Linked DNA regions of Mus musculus: region 1 is linked to region 2. A link is a contact called in public promoter capture Hi-C data. All regions are on one chromosome and are shown on one strand. Each heading gives the region's core, a stretch centred on a gene start, on an enhancer-like site or on the middle of the called end of the contact. The rest is flanking DNA. Distances are from core to core; before and after follow the strand shown. Region 1 holds the start of Rnase12 (ribonuclease, RNase A family, 12 (non-active)). Region 2 has its middle 47 kb from the start of Armh4.

What was found. Promoter capture Hi-C pulls out the DNA fragments that hold promoters and counts their contacts.
Region 1: a contact with region 2 is called in a promoter capture Hi-C map of stem cell-derived epiblast-like cells, with 4 times the contacts expected there. The contact joins the promoter of Rnase12 here to the enhancer-like site in region 2. A contact is called at or near these places in 13 of 39 promoter capture datasets (the 3T3-L1 cell line, 3T3-L1-derived adipocytes, the HPC-7 cell line and 9 more), 1 of 15 datasets of contacts at CTCF or cohesin (embryonic stem cells) and 5 of 115 datasets of contacts at active chromatin or transcription factors (embryonic stem cells, forebrain and stem cell-derived neural progenitor cells).

The regions. Positions count from the first base shown.
Region 1 is chr14:51,055,115-51,059,601 of GRCm38.p6, forward strand. Rnase12 (ribonuclease, RNase A family, 12 (non-active)) reads right to left here and starts at 2,128. Exons shown (of 1, transcript NM_001011875.2): 1 at 1,584-2,128. The coding sequence starts at 2,106. The coding sequence ends at 1,669. Gm52088 (a long non-coding RNA gene) reads left to right here and starts at 4,057. Exons shown (of 3, transcript XR_003950909.1): 1 at 4,057-4,084; 2 at 4,404-4,487. It also overlaps a transcript of Rnase11 not described here.
Region 2 is chr14:49,828,055-49,832,074 of GRCm38.p6, forward strand. No RefSeq gene overlaps it. Among named protein-coding and RNA genes, the nearest start is that of Armh4, 47 kb to the left of the region's middle. Within about 2 kb of position 1,592, at least 32 of the 459 cell types and tissues checked have an H3K27ac peak or open chromatin away from gene starts, as enhancers often do. A contact at or near this core is called in embryonic stem cells and stem cell-derived epiblast-like cells, where this site is marked.

The DNA.
Region 1 (4,487 bases), core at 878-3,377, 1.2 Mb after region 2:
AGCAAGTGGTGTGAGGAAATGTAGGGGGGTGAGAAAAGTCGAAGCAGAGAGAGCCTGGGGGTGTTTGATGGAAACACAATGCATACATGTATGAGATTCGCAAACAATAAATTTCAAAAATATATTAAAGGACAAAGTCCCTAAGAGGTAACCCCAGTAGTGTTTTCTTTTAAACAAACAAACAAACAAACAAACAAACAAACAAACAATTGCGGGTTGGAGAGATGGCTCAGAGGTTAAAAGTACTTATGCTTCTTGCAGAGAGCAAGGTTCAGGTTCCAGAACTCACAGAGAGTCTCACGATCCCCCGTGACTGCAGTTTCAGGGTAGCTAGATGCCCCTTCTTACCTCCATGGGTACTACATAAGCGTGACACACACACACAAATAAAACAAATAAAGAAATTCAAGGGGAAGTGGAGACAAAGTGGCACTCCCAGGTAAAAATCTATTAATTGATAGCTGCTGGAAGACGGAAATTCTTTTTTCTTTAATAGAGTGACACCTAGTATAGCAACCATACCTCAAGGCAGGTCTTGTGCTCAGGATAGCTGGCCAACACAAATGGAGCACCATGGTTTGGTTTGGTTTGGTTTTTAAGAGAATGAGAGAACATGAAGCTGATACTTTACATTTATTTTAATTAAAACAGAATTTTGTCTCTTTTCTCCTTCTTCCCTTTCTTCCGGCCCCTCCCATGTCTCTTCCCTCCCCCCCCCCATGTTTGCCCATTCTCAAATCGATATCTCTTTTTCTTTTGTTATTATAAATCTGCATAGTATTACATATTTGCATATATGCAGATTCATTTTTGTTGTTTGTGTCTTCAAGGCTGACCACTTTGCAAATAACTAGGGGCTGGGAGAGGGGTCAGAAGGAAATAGGGCGAAAGGGAATGAATATAATCAAAATACACTGTATGGGGAGAGCACGTGTCATAGGCTTTTAATTCAAGTTCTTAAGAGCAGAGGTGGGCAAATCTCTGTGAGTTCGAGGGCAGCCTAGTTTACAGACTGAGTTCCAGTCTATCTGGAGCTACAAAGTAAGATCCTCTCTTAAACAAACAAAAATCCATAATATACGATTATTGAAGAATAAATAAAATCATACTTCAAAGAAATACATGCCATGTAATCCTTCATGCACAAAATTAACATTTTAAACAGTGTGATCTGTTCCCTTGCTGGCAACATTCATATGTCCTGGCTCATTCCAATCTTGCCCTATAGTGCTGGATCTTTGAGATGTAGATATTTTACACAAAAGGGATTTTTTGCTATCATTTTGATTTTTCAGAATATTGACTAAATGTTGTTTATCTAGGCTAATTATTGGGTTTTGTTTGTGTGGTGCTTGGTTGGTGGCCCCTTGAGCGTCACACCTAACTGACTTTTGTTCTCCAACTGAAATCTGACCTCAGATTCCCATTAATTCCATTGAATGACTCAAAGACAAGGCAAAAAAACTTAAAACACACATGTGGAGCCTGCGATTTAATTCAGCAAAGATGTTTTTATTGATACAGAACCAATGATTGTGTCTCAGCAACACTGGGAGGATTAATCACCTACCCCTTCCATTCACGGCCTTACCCCATACCCACAGTTCAGGTTAACCAGAGCGGCTCGGGGACAGATAAGAAGTCCTCACACTCAGTGCTGATGGCAAGTTATTCCACATATCCCTGGAGATCAACTGGCCCTAAGTCATCACAAGTCACAAGAACAAACCCCTTTATGGGAGAAATTTGGTACCTGCAGGCAGGATATGTGGTGCCATCAATGAGCTGACAAACTGTCATCCTGAATTTTGTCTCACTCTGGAAGCAGAAAAGGTCAGAATCATTTGGGCACGACATCTTCTTGGAGGAAGTGCAAACTCTGTTGATCTTCTGAGGCCTCTCGTGGATGAAGACATGCACCTTTCTGCATCTGTGGTCGGGTTCCCTGATGACCCTCTGGAGAATCATGTAGTTGCAGTACCTCAGAGGAACAGCATTCTGAGGATAGTCCACATGCAATTGTTCTATGGACGTCAGCACAACATCTTCAGTGAGCTCATTCTCCCAGAACAGAAGCAGCAAGAAAACAACCACCATTAGGACCATCAGGGGCAAGATTCCCTTCACATCTCTGGCTTGAACTCCTGGTAAGTAAAGGGAACAGAAAGCACCAGAGGGTCTTGAGAGTCCTCCAGCTTCAACCCAGGACGACCGCCCCCACCCTCCAGGATACATGATCCCTTCCTGCTAATTTAAATCACACTGGTCACCTAAGACCCCATTGCAAGTGCTGCCCAACTAGGAAGCCATTTTTCCTATTACTGACCGGTTTCCTTCCCACCCAGCTCCACACACTGCCCTCGAGACTGTAATCTGTTCCTTCCACTTCCTCTCCCTGCGTGGGTTCAGCTTCCGCTGGCGCTAGCTCCTCTCACCTGCCCTTTTTGCTCTTGTTCTCACAGACAGCATGCCCTTTTAATCATGTATGTGAGAAAATCCTTCCTGTCTCACTGTTCCTAGACCAGAGCTGATAAGGAGATGTTGAATGTGGGGAGGGCAGAGGAGGAAAGAGCAGAAAGGGAGGGGCCCGAGGAACAGTGTGCTTGAGTGCACACTGTTGGAGGAGGAAGAGAGTTGACAGTCGAAGTGAGACATTGGTAAGGCGGGCCCTGCATCGGTTCTCATTAGACACTCATGGGCTCTTTGGAAACATTTAATAGTGATTCCAGCATTTGATTCATTTGGGAATATTTAATGCCACCCCCAGTATTGTCCATTGTCTACGTTTTTAACCAGCCCTCCTCACAAGTCTGTGAACGAGCTATTTTTCTACTTCATTAATAGAGATGTGAGTTGAAGAAAGGTCATGGTAGAGGCATGGAGTAATAAACAGAACAAGAGTTTATTTGTGTCAGTGCCAGACACCTGTCTCAGCATGGCTTATTCCTATATGGAATCTTGGGTTGGGTACAAACAACTCTGTTGACTTAGAATTCATCTACCTAAAGCTCTGGGCTTCTGAAGAGGGTGGCAATAGCTCCCAGGCTCTGCTGAATCTTTGAAACATGAGATGTTAGGACGAACAAAACAAAAACACCCATTGGTTTCCACATGGAGAAAAGTGTGTGGTTCCAGACACTGGGGCAATAGGAGAAACTGTGTCTCCATCCATCTCTGAAACTCTGGTGAACTGATGCAGAGATGAAAACCATCACTTGATTTAGTCTTGTTCAAACATGAACCTTCATTTCAAGTGTGTGAATGAACATATGGTTTTCAGCATGTGCATGTCTAAGTGTGTGCATGTATGGGTTGAGAACAGGTATATATGAGTGTGTATGTGAGGTTGAGTGTGTATATGTGTGAAAATGTGTATGTGGGAGAATGTGTACGAATATGGGTGTTGTATTTATATGTGAGAATGTGTGGTTACATAGATATATGTGTGTGTGTGTGTGTGTGTGTGTGTGTGTGTGTGTGTGTATGCATGTGTGATTGTAAATGTATGTGATGTGTGTGTGAATGTATATATTATATGAGACTGTGTATGAGTGTGTGTTAGTATGTGGATGTAAATGTTTAAGTGTGTGTGTGTGTGTGTAAGAGAGAGAGAGGAGAGAGAAGGCAAGAAAGAGAGAGAGAGAAAGAGAAAGAGAAAGAGTTTGTTTGTAGGGGGAGAAATGTCTGTGTCTAGGTTGGGCCTAGAGACCAAAAACACCGTATGTGCTGACCACTTGCTTAGTCACTGAGCTATACTCGGTCTGTGGTGCTGTTTAAGAAAGACAAGTGTGGTTTGAATGAAAATGGCCCCTATAGACTTTGAATGCTTGGTTTCCCGGTTGGGTGGAACTGTTTGGGAAAGATTAGGTGTGTCACTTGGAGTGGGCTTCAAGGTTTCAAAAGCCCACACCACCCCCAGCTCTTTCTCCCTCTGCCTCTATCATCTCTGTCTTGTGCTTATGGATCAGGTTGTGAGCTCCTAACTACTGCTCCAGCACCATGCCTGCCTGCCTGCCTGCCTGCTGCCATTCTCCCTGCCATGATGGTCATGAACTGAAACTGTAAGCCTGTAACTCTGTCTTCTGTAAGTTGCCTTGGTCCTAGTGCTTAGTGCCTTAGCACTCCTACAGAAACATAACTAAGGCAGTGGGTATGATGGGACCCATTAGCCTTTCTCTTTTTGTATATATTTGTAGATATTTATGTACAACGTCTACATCCTTGCTCTCATGGGTTTAAGTCTGGTGGCTGCAGATCGACAGTGAGAAATAAACACAGTCAATGGTTCTTTAGAAGGCAGGAGCCACAGGTTTTACATAGGACAGACAGAGTGGAGCTCTGGTTTAATAGGTTTCCCCTTCTTCCTGTCTAACAAATCTCAATGTTGTTTAAAAATCTACCAGGTCTCAGGCTGGAAAGATGTCTCAATGGTTAGGAGTGTCTGGGATGGAGATGATGCCAGAAGGACCAAGAGCATCATCCGAACA
Region 2 (4,020 bases), core at 342-2,841:
ACTATACTATTGTAACTCATGCTCGAATTGAACTTGTGATGGTCCTCCTGTATCAACCTGCAAATTCTGATATTATAGGCATGAGCTACCACTCTTGGATCATACTACCTATTAATGTTTAAATTCGTATGTTATTCCCTATAAAAAGATCTGAGAAAGATGTGATTCACCTATCTAGATTTGGAAACATTAAATTTGTTCAGATTTTAATAGGTGCTGCCTATGTTTACTAGTGTATTTCTGCAGCCAAACTGCCTCTTTGTACACTGACAAATGTATCCTATTTTCTTTCCTTTTAAAAAGATTTATTTATTATTTGTAAGTACACTGTAGCCCCTGTATTCCATCTTCTATTCCAGAAAAATGTATTCCATGGAAATATTTCCTATGAAAATGGTATGAAAAGTCTAATTTGCTTCATTGTGTTAAGTTACTAAGGACAAATATTGATCTCCATCACACACACACACACACACACACACACACACACACACACACACAGAGTCTGTACATTCCAAATGAATCTTCTCTCCTAGACAGCTACAGTTAGCTTATGTTGTCTCAACTGACATCTTTACATCTTGCACAGGAGCAGGCTCAGCTCTTCCTAGTCGTGTGTGCACAATGGCCTGTCAGTGCCAGGTGCTGTGTAAAATGATGACTAAGTTCTTGTCTTTATGGTAATCATGTGTTTTCTGTCTCTTGCTGTTTGCGTGCTGTTTATGAGTCTAGTGCTCGTTTAAACCCCAAATTGAATATTTAAAACAGTGTCAATGAGGTGATGGCCCCCAATCACATCCTTCTACAATTTGCTTTGTTTTTGTGTACACCACTGGCACAAATTCTGTTTCCAAGAAGTGAAGGCTCAAAAGTATAACATATAAAATGTATCACCACAAAGTAGTATGTATCTCTCATTTTGAATAGGCTGACTCCTTTTACAGTTTCAAGAGAAAATCCACAGTAGTCAGCAGTTTTTGCAAAATCAATAATCAGCCTAGCCAATCTTTAGTTCATCTTTTCCATGGATGTGGAGTTTTATACACAGGTTTTACTCATCTACCTAAATCAAATATTCTTTACAGTAACTATTGTTGCTGAAATAACATATTTTATTCCAGATTGTGGGGCAATGGGCTACGTGCGTGCAGACAGCCTGGTTTCCAGCCCAGGCTAGATCTTGAACCCTGGGAACTGGTAGTGATAATTCACTTACATGGGATGGAAGGAGTTCTCTCATGTCTCCTGGATCCTGGCTCCTGTCGGAGTTCCCGCCCCCACAACCCCCACAGGAGAGGCGTGGCTATCAGCCACTTAGGAACGGCACTAAGCCCTCTCACATGCAAATAAGGTTTTCCCCAAACTCTCAGCCCAAGCCAATGAGAGGAGCTTGTTGTCAAACTCTAAATCACAGCCAGAACTGTATATAGGAGAGCCATGCAGGCAATGAAAGAAATTCGAGAACTATTCCTTTGTCTGACCCTTTTGTTCCAAGAGCTGTAACACTTGGGAAGAGATCTTCTCTCCCTAAGAGCCCTTCTGAGTTCCGCAGCATTCCTTCCTGGATTGTTGGCTTTTCAACGACCCAGGCTCGGAGTTACCTAGCGACCCGGAAGGCGTGGCAGAGGGTACATCTGTCTCCCTCCTGCACTCACTTCCCTTGCTAGGGCATTCCCACCCGGCCTGGATAGAGGTCTCCGTGGGAAACTTCTGGTACCTAGGCCCACACCAGGTAGCTCAAAACTCATACACATAAGGCTAGTTCAGCTTCTGTGATTGAAGTAGGTTATTTGTCTTGGCTCCAACCTTTTATTTTCTCATTAACCTAGGTTTAAGATTTATTTATCATGCATACAGCATTTTGCCTGCATGTACACCTTCAGGCCAGAAGAGGGCACCAGATTTCATTATAGATGGTTATGAGCCACCACGTGGTTGCTGGAAATTAAACTCAAGGACCTCTGGAAGAACAGACAGTGCTCTTAACATCTGAGCCATTTCTACAGCCCATTAATACAGCTTCAAATTAAATACTAAAGTGTTAAGGCTAGTTTTCAGGAAAATTTAAATAATATTTTCTATTAGACATTTTTGAAATTTAACGTTTTCAATAATATGGTGTGGATAAATATGGGGAGTTTCAAAATATGTTTATTTGTATTCAGAAGAGAGAAATAAAGTAAACAGAGAATTTTAAAGAAGCAACATCAAGGAATATCCCTTGATTTTTATATTTGTTTAGCTTGTGTGTGTGTGTGTGTGTGTGTGTGCTGCGTTTGGCATGCATGTGTCATGGTACCATGTAAAAGTCAATGGACAACTTTAGAAGTTATTTTCTGCTTCCATCATGTGGGACCCAGTGACCAAACTTAGGTCGACAGATAATTTTACTCACTGAATCATCTCACAGAACTATGAGGTTTTACTTAATTTTAAAAGATACCTCAAATAACATGTTTTAGAGTATTTGGTATTTCAGAAATTGAAAATGGAATTCTAATGAAAAACAAACCTCTTATTCAGCTTTCTGTGTCTCCTTCAATGAGATATAATATGAAAAAATTTAAAAGGTATCAAATTTCATCTCAGGGTTTGACAGGAAACTTAGTAGGTTTTACCATAGCAAAGGCTAGGTCTTGGGTAAATGAGTTTATAAGCAGGCAGAAAGGCTTCTGAGAAACATATTCTCTACCTTGGCTTTTAGGACAAAATTATGAATGGTTTCCAGAAAAAAAAATTCACAATAGCAACCCGCAGGCTTCTAACACTTTAGAATCAACCAAACCTGCAATCAGTAATAAGCAGCCACAAGTTACCAAGGGGCCAATCCGCTGTAACTGAACGACATCAGAAAAGGCAAGCTAAGTGCTGTAGAGGCTACACTGTCAGACACAAAGCATGAAATAAGCACTTACAGAGAGATGCGGAGAGAAGTCACAAACATGAAATAATAACAGGAGCTTGTAAATATGACCCAGCAGATGACAGGGAGAGTGTTAGGAGAAGAAAGAGAGACACTTAACACTTGGATTAGAGATAATATAGTCAGAAGAAAAGGACAGACCACTTCCAAAGAAACAAGAGGTTGAGAGTGAAGTCCACAGCAGACCACTGGAAACGTAAGCTAGAAAACAGAATACCACCTCAAAGTGTTGAGAAGGGAGTAATGGAGAATTCTCTTCCTGTGCTTTTCAATAATAAAGACAAAGTGCTAAAAGTTGACTTTATCAAATGAACTTCTAGAAGAAGAAGGAGGAAGAGGAAGAAGGAGGAGGAGGAGGAAGGAGGAGAAGGAGAAAGGAAGAGGAGGAGGACAGAGGAGGAGGAGGAAGGAGGATGAGGAGAAAAATGCAATCCTGTCAGGAAGGGCCAAGATTCATAAAGAATTAGGAGGAAATAAATCAATAGACATGTATAGAAAATATAGCCATTTATACTTTATGGAGTAGAGAGAAGACAAAGCTAAATAGTGAACAGCAATAGACATAAACCAAGAGGTACCATAAGGCTGAAAGTGTGGTTTTTTTAAAAAAAATTATTCATTTTTAAAATTTATTTACATTTCAAGTGTTATCCCCTTACCCGGTTTCCCCTTCTCCCGAAAACCCCCTGTCCCCTCCCCCTTCCCCCTGCTTCAATGAGGGTGTTCCTCCACCCACCCACCTACACCTGCCTCCCTGCTCTTGATTCCCCTACACTGGGGAATCTATCAGCCTTCATAGGACCAAGGGCCTCTCCTCCCATTGATGCCCAACAAGGCCATCCTCTGCTACATATGCAGCTGGAGCCATGTGTAATCCTTTGTTGGTGACTTAGTCCCTGGGAGCTCTGGGAGGTCTGATTGGTTGAAATTGTTGTTCTTCCTATGGAGTTATAAACTCCTTCAGCTTCTTCAGTCCTTTCTCTAACTCCTCCATTGGGGACCCTGCACTCAGTGCAATGGTTGGCTGTGAGCATCCGACTCTATTTATAAGGATCTGGCAGGGCCTCTCAGGAGACAGCTATATCAGGCTCCTTTCA